Regions from separate parts of the Zea mays genome. Here region 2 is linked to region 1. A link is a contact called in public Hi-C data. All regions are on one chromosome and are shown on one strand. Each heading gives the region's core, a stretch centred on a gene start, on an enhancer-like site or on the middle of the called end of the contact. The rest is flanking DNA. Distances are from core to core; before and after follow the strand shown.

Region 1 (6,414 bases), core at 1,170-3,669:
CAGTTTGCCGCCGACAGATTTGCAATCAATGACCTGGTTACAGTAGGAAATAACTGATAATTGTAGAAGAAATTGCCGGCAATCAGTTTTTTTGTGAAATGACATGATACAAAACAAGCTTGAATTCATTGACACAGAACAGATGATACTAGGATAGAATTTAATCTTAACAACTACAAGCATTTAGTATTATAGTGTATGGAAATGCTTTTGGGAAAAAGTATGTAACAGAATCCAACACTTTCCTGAAAATGTATGCATTTGTGTATTTCAAGGCAGTGAACAGAAAAAAGGCAAAGAAAAAGTACAATCCCTGTTTTAATTTTGACGTGGTAAGTAACGATAGAATGAACAAGATACAACAACACAAGAAGTGGTCAAATATGTTTAGATCAACCTATATCAACTTGTTTAACAAAGTTGTTACACTGACAAAATTATAAACCTCAAACTACACATGTTAGTGATGATGCAATCAAAGACGATCCTTAGTAACTTGAGCACTGAGCTTACAGAGGATCAAAGAGCATATAAAATGACATGAAAATACATTATCATAATCATGCAATAGTCCTATTTAATAGTCGTTAAGTGGTGAACGTAATGTAAAAACCACACCAACGGCAGAAGTTGTGCAAAAAAACTGGTATGAAGACAACAAACCTTTCGCCACCAACAACACATACAGCACATGTGCCAGTAGGAGCAGTCTCATCCTCATAGTAATGAGCCTGAGTAGGTAAGCGCCAACATCAAGGCCACATTAGTCAATTAGCCAATAAATCAGAACATTACTGTCTAAAGTAGCATGAAGAAGATGAGATTAAAACTAACAGTAACTCCTGCAGCTTGAGCATTTTTCTTCATCTCCTCACCAAACTTGTCCTTCCCAATGCATCCCATGTAACTTGTTGCACCAGGAGTTTGAAGCATCCACTGAAAACAAGGACATGCCGTCATCAAACTGATGTAACTACAGTTTTTGGTTGTTCACGGTTTAGTAGATTATAAAAGGCCTGTTTCGATGATGCAGTTTTAGAAAACCATGGCATCATGAAGCTGTGGTTTTATAATCTAAAGACGTACAAAAACATGGTTAAAAAAAGAGTTCAAGAGAGAAGTCAGAAGTTTCTAAAACTCAAAAAAAGACTACGGTTTTGACAAAACTATGGTTTTAGAAAATATAAGGCTTCGTTGTATCCAAACACCCATAAGCTTTTCAAAACCAGAGTATTTTGCAAAACCATAGAATTTATTTGATATTCCAGAAGTACTTTGTCTCCAAACGAGGCCTAAGAGCTTACTTGGGCAACCCTGATAGAGTTCTGGGTGGCTCCTGTAATAAGAATAAAAAGAACAAAGATACAAACCATCAGAAGAGTCACCAAGTCGTAATAATTTATGGACAGCAATACTGCATATACAAGTTATAAGAAACATTACCTCCAGCAATATATTCAACATTGCTGTTGCTAGCCAACTCATCATACCTGTCAAAAACGCACCTTATTATTAGATAAACAGCATACAGCAAGACGAAGTATTAGAATGCAAATGTCTTCTCAGTAAAGTTAAAGTGTGCAGCTTGCAGTTTAAACAGACAACTCAAAGTTCCGTGATTACATGTACTTACATAAGAAAAATACATCCAAAAATAATGACACATAAAGAAGCACCAGTGATACTTATACTTACATAGGCGAGTGCTTCTCCTCAGCGAGAATGGCATTGTTCAGCTTGATGTCATACCTAAAACAGGGGTGAGAGAAGTATGTCAGTATCTATCATGTGATAATTACAACACCCAACTACAAATCGAGTAATAAAACAATCAAGCACCATCACCATGGCATTGAGGCCACCAACCGTAGACCACTAAAAATTTTGGAGATTTAGAATGATAGAGCAAAAATTGTACGGGAAACAGTGATAGCTATGCAGCAATGAATTGCAGCGCCGCGCGACAACGCCCGCGGGTCGCTATGGCGTTTCAACAATTAAACAGTTTTGGATCAGTGACCGGTACTCCGAAATCCCATGCAGATGTCTGCCTTTCGCTGCACGTACGTGCATGCATCTAAGATTAATCCACAGGCAAAACGGTATCATTTCCATCGCGGATCTGATGAGACTAGGCCGCAAAACCGCCGAAAGCAACCAGACCACTACGACTAGGAGTAATTCCTATAAACAGATCAGAGTGAGAGAGGTGAGAGACGACCGACTTACTTTGCCAGGAAGGCGTCATCGACAACGGCGGAGATGTCGAGGAGGGGGTTGCCCATCCCCAGGAGCACGCCCTCGCTCGCCGCCATTTCCTCTCTTCTCTATTCGACACGAACGAAGCGGCGGCGCTGGTCACTGAGATCTGAGGCTTTTGTATTTGGGCGGGCGAGGTCTCGAGTTCGTGTGGGCGAGATGAAGTGGTGACCGGTGAAGAGGGGTTTTTGTTGGGCTCGCCCAAACCTCGGATGGCCCACCTGTCACCCTCCTCGTGTTCGACGGTGGTTGGTGGACGTACGCATGGTGATGCTACATTATTTCCGTGACATGTGGGCACGGCCGCCTCTTTTGGTTGGTTTGGCGGGTGGACTGGGTTTACAGTACAGAGTTGGTGAACGATGCGCTTGTCCTTTTCGCCCACCAACCGCATGGACGGAACTTGAGATCAGTTTTTCCTCGAGTCGGGTCACGCTGTGCCCACGCTGCCTTTTGCACCGAAAAGGGGTGAAAAGGCTCGCAGCTTTGCGGCCAATCACAAAAGCTGAACCATACGAGAACAGTCGGGATATTGATTTTTGGGCCTAATCGGCAGGTAGTTAAACACATGAGGAATGTCTAGCCACATCGTGGACCACGAACTAGCCCAAATGGCCCAACAAAACGGTAGCATGATCTAATTTTGGTCACTTGATCAGTGCTCAAGCTGCTATGGATTGTTAGAGCATCTCCAACAGGCCTCAACTGCTATTTTCAAAACAATAGTTTTTTAAGATGAAGGTGAGAAAACTCAATCTAAGTTACTGATTTGTCCTCCCAAAGTGTTCGGTGCCCCAAAACCAGAGCATTCTCATACAGGTTTGGGGCCGACCCACCGTCGTCCCTATCTGCGTATTTTTGTTTCCCGCGACAAAAAAAGTTGTGCGCGCCACCTCCAACCTCTTGGTCGCTGCCGTCGTGGTCGGCCTCCTGCACTCGCTCCCGACGGCTGACGACACAACCCACTCTTGACACGAGCAGTTGCCAATCTTCCGGGCCCGGTGCAGATGCCCGACACCGTCCCCGCCCCGCCTCCGATCCATAGAGGCGCCATTTCACCATTGGTCTCCTGGCCCCAGGTGCAGACACCTGACCCCGATGCCATCCCGCCTCCAATCCAGAGACACTCACATCGGTTCGCACCGTTAGTTCACATAATCTTTGGCCTGCTATACCTTTTGTTTGTCTAGCCATTTTGGTAGGCTAGACACATGTTTGATTTGTCATATTCGGTCCCTTCAGAATCCAGCTCGGTATAGTAGTACTATGATTCTGAAGTGCGTTACTTGACATCTTTGTTGATATACACTATTGCTTTCAAAAAATGTTTTCTTCTTTATTAACCAGGTCAGTATAGTAGATGTTGTGTGTCATTTCACCTTGCGAATTGTTGCAGCTGCTGCACGCTATTTCAGGTTGTTGACTGAGCCAAATGTGGTTGCATGCGCCATGGAAGTTCAACTTCTTTTTCAGAGCTCGTCAAAGAGTTGTTGGAGAATGGTCTTTGTTTAAATTTTAAATATTTTTAGGGCATGATGATCTTGTTGTCTACATGGAGTATATAACTTGATTATATGCTTTGTAGTCCACGTTTGTTTCTATGCTTGTTTATATCATAACACTATTGTTTCTATGCTTGTTTGTTACTAATGGTAGCATATACCTTGTTCATGAGTAAGTGAACCTATTTTTTATCTAAAATATGAGCTACTAGTATATAACTCAACTTCAACAAGATAGCCATTGAAAAATGTGTGCAATTTTTTTTATGAAGGGCAAATCGAGTTATATGCTTATGCACTTAATCTAGCTCAAGCTAAAAATGATGAAGCTAATAAAAACAAGTTACTTTAGTTACCATTATGTTGAGATGATCTCAGAGGCAATTGTTGCCTTGAAAATCCTGCATGCTCTTCACAATTCTCCCCACCAAAATGAGTTCTTCAAGTAGTCTTCTAGCTTTGTTAAATTGTATACACCCTGTTATCACCCCTTGTGGCAATTAATGTCAAAGGGGAGAAAATGGTATACAAAGATAGAAAAATAATAACAAAAGGGGAGAGAGAATGGTTACAAAGATAATTAAAGGGAGAGAGATGTGAATTAGAGAGCAAATGGATAAAATGACAAAGGGGAGAGAATGAATCACACAAGTAAGGACAACAAGCTCATGAACTTGGTTGTTGCATTAGAAATATGCATTTTCATGTGTTTGCTTGAATTTGCATGTGTAGACATATTTTATCAATTTCTAACAATTGGTATCTTTCTTGCTTGTGTGATAAATCTTAATATAACTTGATTGATTATTTGATGAACTTGCATGTATAGGTCAAGCGCTAGCTAAACTTAATGTTATATGTCCTCAAGTAATATCTAGAGATGTCCCCAAGTGGTATATGGAAAATTTTCCTATAATGTTGATCTCAAGAAGGTTTCTAGTGTCTTTCGTGTATAAATATACCAAGTGCTAAGGATGGATATCAAATGATGAATAAACGTTTCCAAATGGCATTCCAAGTGGCATACACATTTCAAAAGTTTATTCTATACACATTAGCATTATATGGTAGTAATTCTTCTCCCACAATGCCAAAAACCAACATATGTGCAAGTCCAAATTCAAACTTCTAGCACATATGTAGGCAGAGTTAATACTATTAGACAAGGTTTGTGAAACATGTCCAAATCTTTCATAGTGTGCACAATGTTTGGGAAAACAACATGAATCGAAACTATGTTAGTAGCTCATAATTATATGAAGTACTAGCTTGGGGTTCTGAATTTTAATTCATATCTTTATATGGTTGTTGTCAATTACCAAAAGGGGGAGATTGGAAGACCCATGTGAGGTTTTAGTAATTGAAACAACTAGTGGCATAACTGAAAGCTCTCTTGTGGGTTTTGGTGTTTGGATGACAACCCAATTAAAGGACTAACAAGTGTGCTAAGTGTTGAACAGGTGCTTAATGCAAAGCTAACATGTTTCAACACAAGTGAACAAGTGTGATGGTCCAAAGACTGATTTATCTATAGATAATGAACACTGTTTAAGTGAGACTCAGTGTGCGTAACTCAGAGACAACCAATCAAGCCAAGGATGGAGGCAAGAAGAGCTTCGAGGTACCGAGTGCACGGGAGAAGGTCAGGGAGACCAGGAACCCAAAGCCAGGGGTGAAGAAGAAGACTTGCAAAGTCAAGGTTGATCGAGTTAAGAGTTATGGTGCATCAAGGATCACTACATAAGGACATGACTTACAACCAATGAGGTAACATCTACAGTTATGTGGTGTAAGTCATAAGGCTCAAGATCAAGCTCGAGAAATGAACAAGGGAGTTGGATCTTAGACATGTCAATCTAGATCAAGTCAAGTTGACTTAATGGTTTAGAGTCCAACATCGACCTCAAACATGCCAAATTGAGTAAAACGATGAAAAAGGTTAAGTATGTAAGGTTTGAGTGTTCAACCATGTTGCATACACCTCTTACTACAAATTTGGTGCTTTGGTTTGCTCTCTAACTCTTTCTGTAGAGAAAGTACCATTCTGAGCTCTGCTGGAGGAGAAACAGAAAAGCTAGGAGAAGAACAAGAAAGATGTAAGTTTCTAGGACTAAATCAATTGGATTATACACTAAATGTGTTTGTTTAAGTCTCAGGAAAATCCTCCCAAAAGTTGAAGTCAAACGAAGAAAGAACGGAGAAAAAATCACTTAGTGTGCTGTTGGCTGGTGCATAGGACAGTGAATAGTAGTTGTCTGGTGCACAGGACAGTGAATAGTAACCTGTCCGGTGCACAGGACAGTGAATAGTAACTGTGTCCGGTGCACAGGACAGTGAATAGTAACTGTGTCCGGTGCATAGGACAGTGAATAGTGCTGCGTTCGGTGCACAGGACAGTGAATAGTAGCTGTATCCGGCGCACAGGACAGTGAATAGTGACCTGTCCGGTGCACAAGACAATGAATAGTAACATGTCCGGTGCACCAACGGCTAGCTGTTCCAGAGAAGGAAACTGCCAATCAGATCCGTTAATGTTCACTGTCCGGTGCACCACTGGACAGTCCGGTGCACCCGCAACCAGGGAAGGCTGGGAGCTTCCAAATGAAGCTCCAACGGCTCCTAGGCCATTTGGGGCTATAAAAGGGACCCCTAG
Region 2 (7,300 bases), core at 4,754-7,253, 300 kb after region 1:
GCTTTCAAGTTGTTCATATACCTCGCTCCCACGCAAAGTTTAGTCATCAAGGAAGGGTCAGCCTTGCCTCGGTAAAGCCCGACCCTCCCTCGGGGGCTAAAAGGGGGGAACCCCCTCTGCGTTGAATTTTTTCCTCGAAAAAAGATCCTTTCTGCCAGAATGTCTTTCGTGCTTTTCGACTACTTCGAAAGTGGATCCTGAAAACGACGGAGTACACGTAAGCAGCCAAGGCTGACCGAGCCAAGGGACTCCTACGCCTCCGGGATACGGATACCTCACTCATCACCTTCTGCGATAAGTAACTCACGTTCGGATAAGTGATTCCGCGGACCGAACAAGTCTTCACGCTCGAAAGCTCCTCTGCCGAAGCGGTTCTTCGAGCCTTCTCGACTGCGTCGGTGATAGAACCCCATGGACGGGCAAGAGTGCGCGTAAGCGGCAAGGCCGACCGAGCCGAGGGATTCCTACGCCTCCGGGATACGGATACCTCACTCATCACCTTCCGTGAAAAGCAACTCTCGCTTGCATAGACAATTCTGTTACCGACGAAAAAGTCCAGATACTCGAAACAAGAGGAAAAGAAGCGCAGCTTTACAATACGGCGAGGGTGTGTTTGGGCCTCGGCGGCCGCAGAAAACACACACTACAAGATAATTCGATCCTACAGGCTCGGATCTAGACAGTTAAAGGGAGCCGCAACACCCTCGGCGTCGACTACACCTTCGGCGAGGTCCGACCTAGCCTCGGACGGCGACGCGGTCCGAGGATCTCCACTCTGAAGGACGACGTCATCATCACGCCCGGGCCATCGCCGCCAGGGTCTTCTCCGAGAATCCGGCCCGAGCAGGCGGCTCGGCTGGTCACCCCGAGGCCTCGGCCAGCTGTCCCACGAAGACATCAGCCCGGCCCGAGGCCTCGGCAGATCAACTCCGGCGTCGGTCCCGCTAACGGACGACCCGGCCAAGCTCCGGCCGACCAAGTCTTCTTTTCGAGCCAACTCTGCCTCTGTCCATGCTGTCACCGCTACCCCTGGCCTCGGCTCATCAAAGAGCGGCCGAGGGGTTCCTTTAACTAAGCAAGAGAAGCCTCGGACAGCAAGGCCGACCGAGCCGAGGGACTCCTACGCCTCCGGGATATGGATACCTCACTCGTCACCTTTGCACGGGGTGACTCACGCTTGGTGAAGCGGTTCAGACAACCAACAGGCGAGTCTTAGTGCTCGAAAATGAGGAAAAAACACGGCTCCGCGCCAAAAATACATACATGTTCAGGCCCCGACAGCCACAATGAACAAAAGACCGGCATTCAAGGTGCCATTACAAACGGAACTCCGGTTCCGTCCCCGCGGGTATGAACAACCTCCACACCGGGGAGCCTGCGGGGCGACGAGTTCCGGGCGACTCGCCAGCGACCTTTGCAGCAGCAGCCATGGTCCCAGGACGAACGCGGCCACCGGAAGGCTCTCGTTCGCATTCCCGCTCAAGGGACGCGAACCAGCCATCAAAGCCAAAGAGTGGGCCGCTCCAAAGCGCACCGGCAGGTCCTCGCTCCCGTCCTCGCCACGAAAGCGAGGAAGAGGGTGGAATGTTGCATCCTAGCTGGGCAGCAACAATTCGCCTTCCCCGGCATGGCTGGAGGACGTCTCCTCCGCATAGTTGGAGGATGGTTTCCACCACCAGAAGCTGGAAGAGGAGATGGCCAGCCGGCCCGCACGGGAGGTAGAGCCCCGGCTCGCCTCGCTCTCCGCCCCAGCAAGGATGATGAACATCCTTGAAGCTGAGGGCGGGACCAAGATCACAGCCCGGCTTGCCTCTCCCCATCCAGGGGCTGGTGGTCACCGTCTTGGGTGACCGCCGGCGGAGGGGTGCAGCCGGGCTGCATGATGAAAATCCTTAAAGCCGAACGATGGCTGAAAGGTACCAACTCCCGCGGAGTTGTGTTCCTCCAACGACAAGGCGGAAGGACTGCGGGCATCCCCCATCCGGGGGCTCGGAAGGTGGAAAGACACGATGCATAAGGGAGCGCGAAGACATGGTCGCCTTTCAAGGGGGTCACCCTCCTTTTAAAGGCGACTCACCCTACTTGCGTCCCCAGCCGTCGTGGGCTGAGTCTTCTCCAACACGCTCCAAGGTCCTCCCCCTACGGCGCGGGGGCTGGGTCCCACGCGTCATGCAAGCTGGCCCAGGGCAGAAGAAGCCAAACCGCCGCGCGCGGTGCATGCAACCGTCCAACGGTTACAAGCGTCCCTCCACTTTCGCCCAGACCAGCGGGTGAAAGGGCAGGCAGCCATGCAGGCGGCATGCAACCGCGCCAAGTGGGCGCACTTCTCCGACTTCCAACACGCCCAGCATGGAGGCCCAGGCCCACGCGTCATGCAACCGGCGCGCCGGATGCTACGTGCGAGCAACTGCACCGCCACTCGCGCCACTGCCACGCCTCCTCGACTGCGGAACCAGTACCGCGACTCGAGGCAACCCTACGCACGACCCAGCAGCGCCAGCCTGGCGCGATGGTCAATACGGCAAACAATGAGCCGGCAGTAATGGCGGTGGCAGGCGGGCAGGAGCAGCGGTCACGTCGTCAGCCAAGCTTACGTCCCATCCGGGGGCAGCGAGAGAACCCTCTCTCACGGCGTGAAGACGACGCGCCCGTGTTCCGTTCCTCGAACAGCTCGCGCACGCGCAACGGCTGCCCCGCGAACCGCCCGCTCCGTCGCATTAACTCCGCGGCGCGACAGGCGGCGCCCCTGGCAGGAGAAGCAAGCAACGCTTTGCCTTCGCCATAATGACCGCGTCAAAAAAGGTACGCCACGTCGTTCGATTTTTGTATCCTTTTCCTTTTCCTTTTCCTCTTTCTCTCTCTTACAACAGGGACTAGGAAAGGGGGATACCCCGAAAAGGATCCTTCTCCGTGAAGGAACCAGGCTCCGAGCCTCCCTACTAATCAGAGGTTCGAAGGCTGGCCCCTCGGAGGGGTTCAACAGCCGCCTCAGAGCGCGTGGGCTCCACACCCACTACTGGTCAGAGGTTCGAAGGCCGACCCCTCGGAAGGGTTCAACGGCCGCCTCAGGCCACTCGGGCTCCGCGCCCACTACTGATCAGGGGTTCGAAGGCTGGCCCTCGAAGGGTTCACAGCCGCCTCAGACACAGAGCGAGGGATGACCATGGGTACGTTCGATACATAACCAAGGCTCGGGCTGCGCTCTCGAGGTACCCTAGGACATTTCCGAGACCAGCGGGAACGATCTTGTAACGGAATCCCATCAGAGGGAGGCATCGAGCCCTCGGACCCCGTCGACAGGGGACCGGGTCTGGCAGATCACCCACAGGTACTTTTGGGCGCGCCTCTGGGCCTCTAGCCGACCCCTAGCAAATGGGGCACGGACGTCCGCTCGGATTATCCGCCAGCAGCTCACCGGAGACACCATGTTCGGCGCCCTCCGAGGGCAACATGGCGCTTTCCCCCCCTCCTCCTTGCGGAAAGGCGACGCAGGGGCGTATGTAAAAAAGTCGAGTCTGTCCCTGACCGTCCTCTCGCCCTGTGCAGAGGCTCGGGGGCTGCTCTCGCAAACCCGGCTCCGGCCAAACCGTTGACAGCGTCAACATACCAGCCCGAGAACTTGGGACCCGACCGTGCACCCGGGCTACGGCCAGCTCGCATGAGGGAACGACCAGACCAGCCAAAGCATTGCGCGAGGCATTAAGACCTCGGAGGAGTCAAACCACTCCTCCGAGGCCTCGGGGGCTACACCCGGCGGGTGCGCTCGCGCGCACCCACCGGAACGTAATGCAACCGAGAAAGGCTGGTCCCCTTGCAAAAAAGTGCGACAAAAGCCTCCAAGCGAGTGTTAACACTCCCTTCGAGGCTCGGGGGCTACTGTCGGGGACCATAATTAGGGGTACCCTCAAGGCTCCTAATTCTCAGCTGGTAACCCCCATCAGCACAAAGCTGCAAAGGCCTGATGGGCGCGACTAAGTCAGGGATCGGTCCATCCGAGGGACCCGATCACACCTCGCCCGAGCCCAGCCTCGGGCAAGGGCAGCCGACCTCGGAGGATCTCTGTCTCGCCCGAGGCCCCCCTCCAGCGACGAACATGCTTCCGGCTTGCCCGAGGCCCTGTCTTCGCCAAGAAGCCACCCTGACCGAATCGCCGCGCCAACCGACCAAATCGCAGGAGCATTTAATGCAAAGGTGACCTGACACCTTTATCCTGACGCACGTCCTCCAGTCGACAGAGCCGAAGTGACCGCAGTCACTTCGCCGCTCCACTGACCGGCCTGACAGAAGGACAGCACCGCCTGCGCCGCTCCGACTGCTGCGCCACTTGGCAGAGTGAGGCTGACGGGCAGTCAGGCCTGGCCTCAGGCACCATAGGGAACTCCGCTCCGCCCGACCCAGGGCTCGGACTCGGGCTAAGCCCCGGAAGACGACGAACTCCGCTCCGCCCGACCCAGGGCTCGGACTCGGGCTAAGCCCCGGAAGACGGTGAACTCCGCTCCGCCCGACCCAGGGCTCGGACTTGGGCTCAGCCCCGGAAGACGACGAACACCGCTTCGCCCGACCCCAGGGCTCGGACTCAGCCCTGGCCTCAGCCGACGGTCTCCGCCTCGCCCGACCCAGGGGCTCGGACTCGACCTCAGCCACGGAAGATAGACTCGACCTCGACCTCGAAGGAGCCTCCACATCGCCCAACCTAGGGCGCGGACCGGCCACGTCAACAGGAGGCGCCATCATTACCCTACCCCAAGCTGACTCAGGCTATGGGAAACAAGACCGGCGTCCCATCTGGCTCGCTCCGCCAGATAAGTAATGATGGCGCCCCACACGCTCCCTGACGACGGCGGCTCTCAGCCCCCTTACGGAAGCAAGAGGACGTCAGCAAGGACTCGACAGCCCCGACAGCTGTCCTTCCACCAGGCTCCAGCGCTCCTCCGACGGCCACGACACCACACGAACCGGGTGCCAAAACCTCTCCGGCTGCCACAATGGCATGTACTTAGGGCGCTAGCTCTCCTCCGCTAGACACGTTAGCACTCTGCTACACCCCCATTGTACACCTGGATCCTCTCCTTACGCCTATAAAAGGAAGGACCAGGGCCCTCTTACAGAGGGTTGGCCGCGCGGGGACGAGGACGAGACAGGCGCTCGCGTGAGGCCGCTCGCTCCCTCTTCCGCGTGGACGCTTGTAACCCCCTACTGCAAGCGCACCCGACCTGGGCGCGGGACGAACACGAAGGACGCGGGATTTCCACCTCTCTCACGCCCGTCTCCGGTCGCCTTTTCCCCCCTTCGCGCTCGGCCTCGTGCCGACCCATCTGGGCTGGGGCACGCGGCGACATTTCACTCGTCGGCCCAGGGACCCCCGGTCTCGAAACGCCGACACCTACATACCCAATGGGGAAAGAATTTCTCCCAAATCTATATTCATGGGGATTAAAATCTGCCCATACCCTAACCTTAATAAAGGAATTCCCCTACGGGTTATGGAGTTTTGGTTCCCCGTTGACACCTCTACGTCTCACACATCTAGTGGTGTTAACACTATACAATTTAAGGATCGAGCTCTATTTCTATTCATTTTGAACTAAAATTTATTTAAGCTATCTTCAGCAGGCTGTGTAAACGGTTATGCAAAGTACCGTTTTGCACTGTAAATTACACTGTTTGTAGAGTGATGTTTGAAATAAGGAGTGAGATAGAGAGTGAGATAAGGAATCTACTGTAGATAATCTTAAGACTCTAACAATTTGTGAAAGAGCATTTGGATAGCGATCCTTTACTAACTCATCCCATCATTTTAGTATGCCCACTGACAGCTCCACAGCACCAAGCACCAAGCACCAGCAGAGTAGCGATGGTCGGCAGAGCAGGGGGATGCATCATTTTCCCAGTCAAGTTGCTGGCTTTGATCACAACCCAAGAGCGATTTAGACGTTGTCCTAGTATAGTACAGTGCTGCTTGCAATCCTTTTTTTAATCACTTTTGTCCCTTGCGGTAGGTAGGCGTTGCGATCTCATGGCCACGGCCAAGCAATCTGCCGTGCGGTCTGCTCCTCCAGTATGACTATGAGGCTATGAGCTAAGCCATCATCAGCACAAACGCTAGACACCTTATTTAAGCAAGGGCCTTTATTTTTATTTTGCTGGTATAGCAAGTTAACAACAATATCATTATGCAAGGGTATATTGTTTTAATCAGTGTGTTTAGTTGGATGCGTGCTGACAGCCAAACGCAATGTGTGGGTTGACTTTGGATAAGCACATGTTTAGATGGCTGCACGCGAGCGAGCGGGTCTGCATCTGCTGGTGCAGCACATACCAATTTGTGGCTTTCTGCCTGCATGCGCAGAAACGTGGAAAGATTACGTCTCCCATGAGCCAAGCTCGGATAAGCCTGTAGGTGCGTATGTAGACAACCAATCATAAGGAATGTTTTTTTTGTGTGTTGAAGGTGGGGAGAGGAGTGACATCCTACTTGCCCCCTGAATTAGCAAAACGGCAGTCATCTGGGACTGGTAGTTTAGCGACGGTCAATTGGCACTAGCGCAGTATTCACGGGATGAGACAGTAGCAGCCTAGCAGGGCATTCTATTAGGGTACTTAGAAGAAGAAATTGAGCACGTAAGATGTAGTTCACCCCAAAATACAACAGTATAGGATCTTAGACAACGCTACCTGCCATGGCATGCGCATCGCAGGCGGTGGCAGGGCAGCTACACAAAGAAGAAAGAACAACGCCACACACGCACACACATATGGATCGACCAATACAACCAAAAGTCAACGACGAGAACGACGGTGGCACAATCTGGAGACATACACGTGTACAAGTTTTATTTTTTCATGTATTTTCCTCTTCTCCTCCGGCCATGCGCGGGCGGCAGCATGGATGGCGGCGCCTGGCGTCTTTTAGTTGATGTTGATGGGCAGCGGCTTGCCGTCCCACTCCTTGAGGCACTCGAGCATGGGGTCGACGAGCTTGCCCTGGCTGATGCCGAGGAACACCTTGTTGCACTCCTCGCCGGGGGACTTGAGCTTCTCGCCGGTGAGGAACACGCAGCCGAGCTCCTCGCGCACGAAGCGGTACAGCGGGAACGAGCGGCTGTCCGCGATCCGGTTGGCCACGGGGGCGGTGCCCTCGGCGACGGCGACGCGGGCGGCCTCCACCTCCTGGGGCAGCACCGCGCGGAGCTCCTCCTCGAACTTGGTGATCCTGGAGAAGACGGAGGGCTCGCGCTCCGCGTCGCCGCTGCTGAGGGCGTGGTCCACCAGCACGGCGCGCAGCTTCTGCATCAGCGGC

The links. Hi-C and Micro-C count contacts between places; a contact is called where the count stands out from the background.
Region 2: a contact with region 1 is called in a Hi-C map of leaf, with 4 times the contacts expected there. The contact joins the enhancer-like site here to the promoter of LOC103653801 in region 1. A contact is called at or near these places in 4 of 25 Hi-C or Micro-C datasets (bundle sheath, ear, endosperm and 1 more).

The regions. Positions count from the first base shown.
Region 1 is chr4:148,253,538-148,259,951 of Zm-B73-REFERENCE-NAM-5.0, forward strand. LOC103653801 (adenosine kinase 2) reads right to left here and starts at 2,420. Exons shown (of 13, transcript NM_001352437.1): 1 at 2,230-2,420; 2 at 1,696-1,749; 3 at 1,444-1,490; 4 at 1,305-1,336; 5 at 835-936; 6 at 664-731; 7 at 1-33. The coding sequence starts at 2,315.
Region 2 is chr4:148,545,443-148,552,742 of Zm-B73-REFERENCE-NAM-5.0, forward strand. It overlaps the pseudogene LOC103653804. Among protein-coding and RNA genes, the nearest start is that of LOC103653803, 83 kb to the left of the region's middle. Within about 2 kb of position 6,004, at least 9 of the 20 cell types and tissues checked have an H3K27ac peak or open chromatin away from gene starts, as enhancers often do. A contact at or near this core is called in endosperm and leaf, where this site is marked.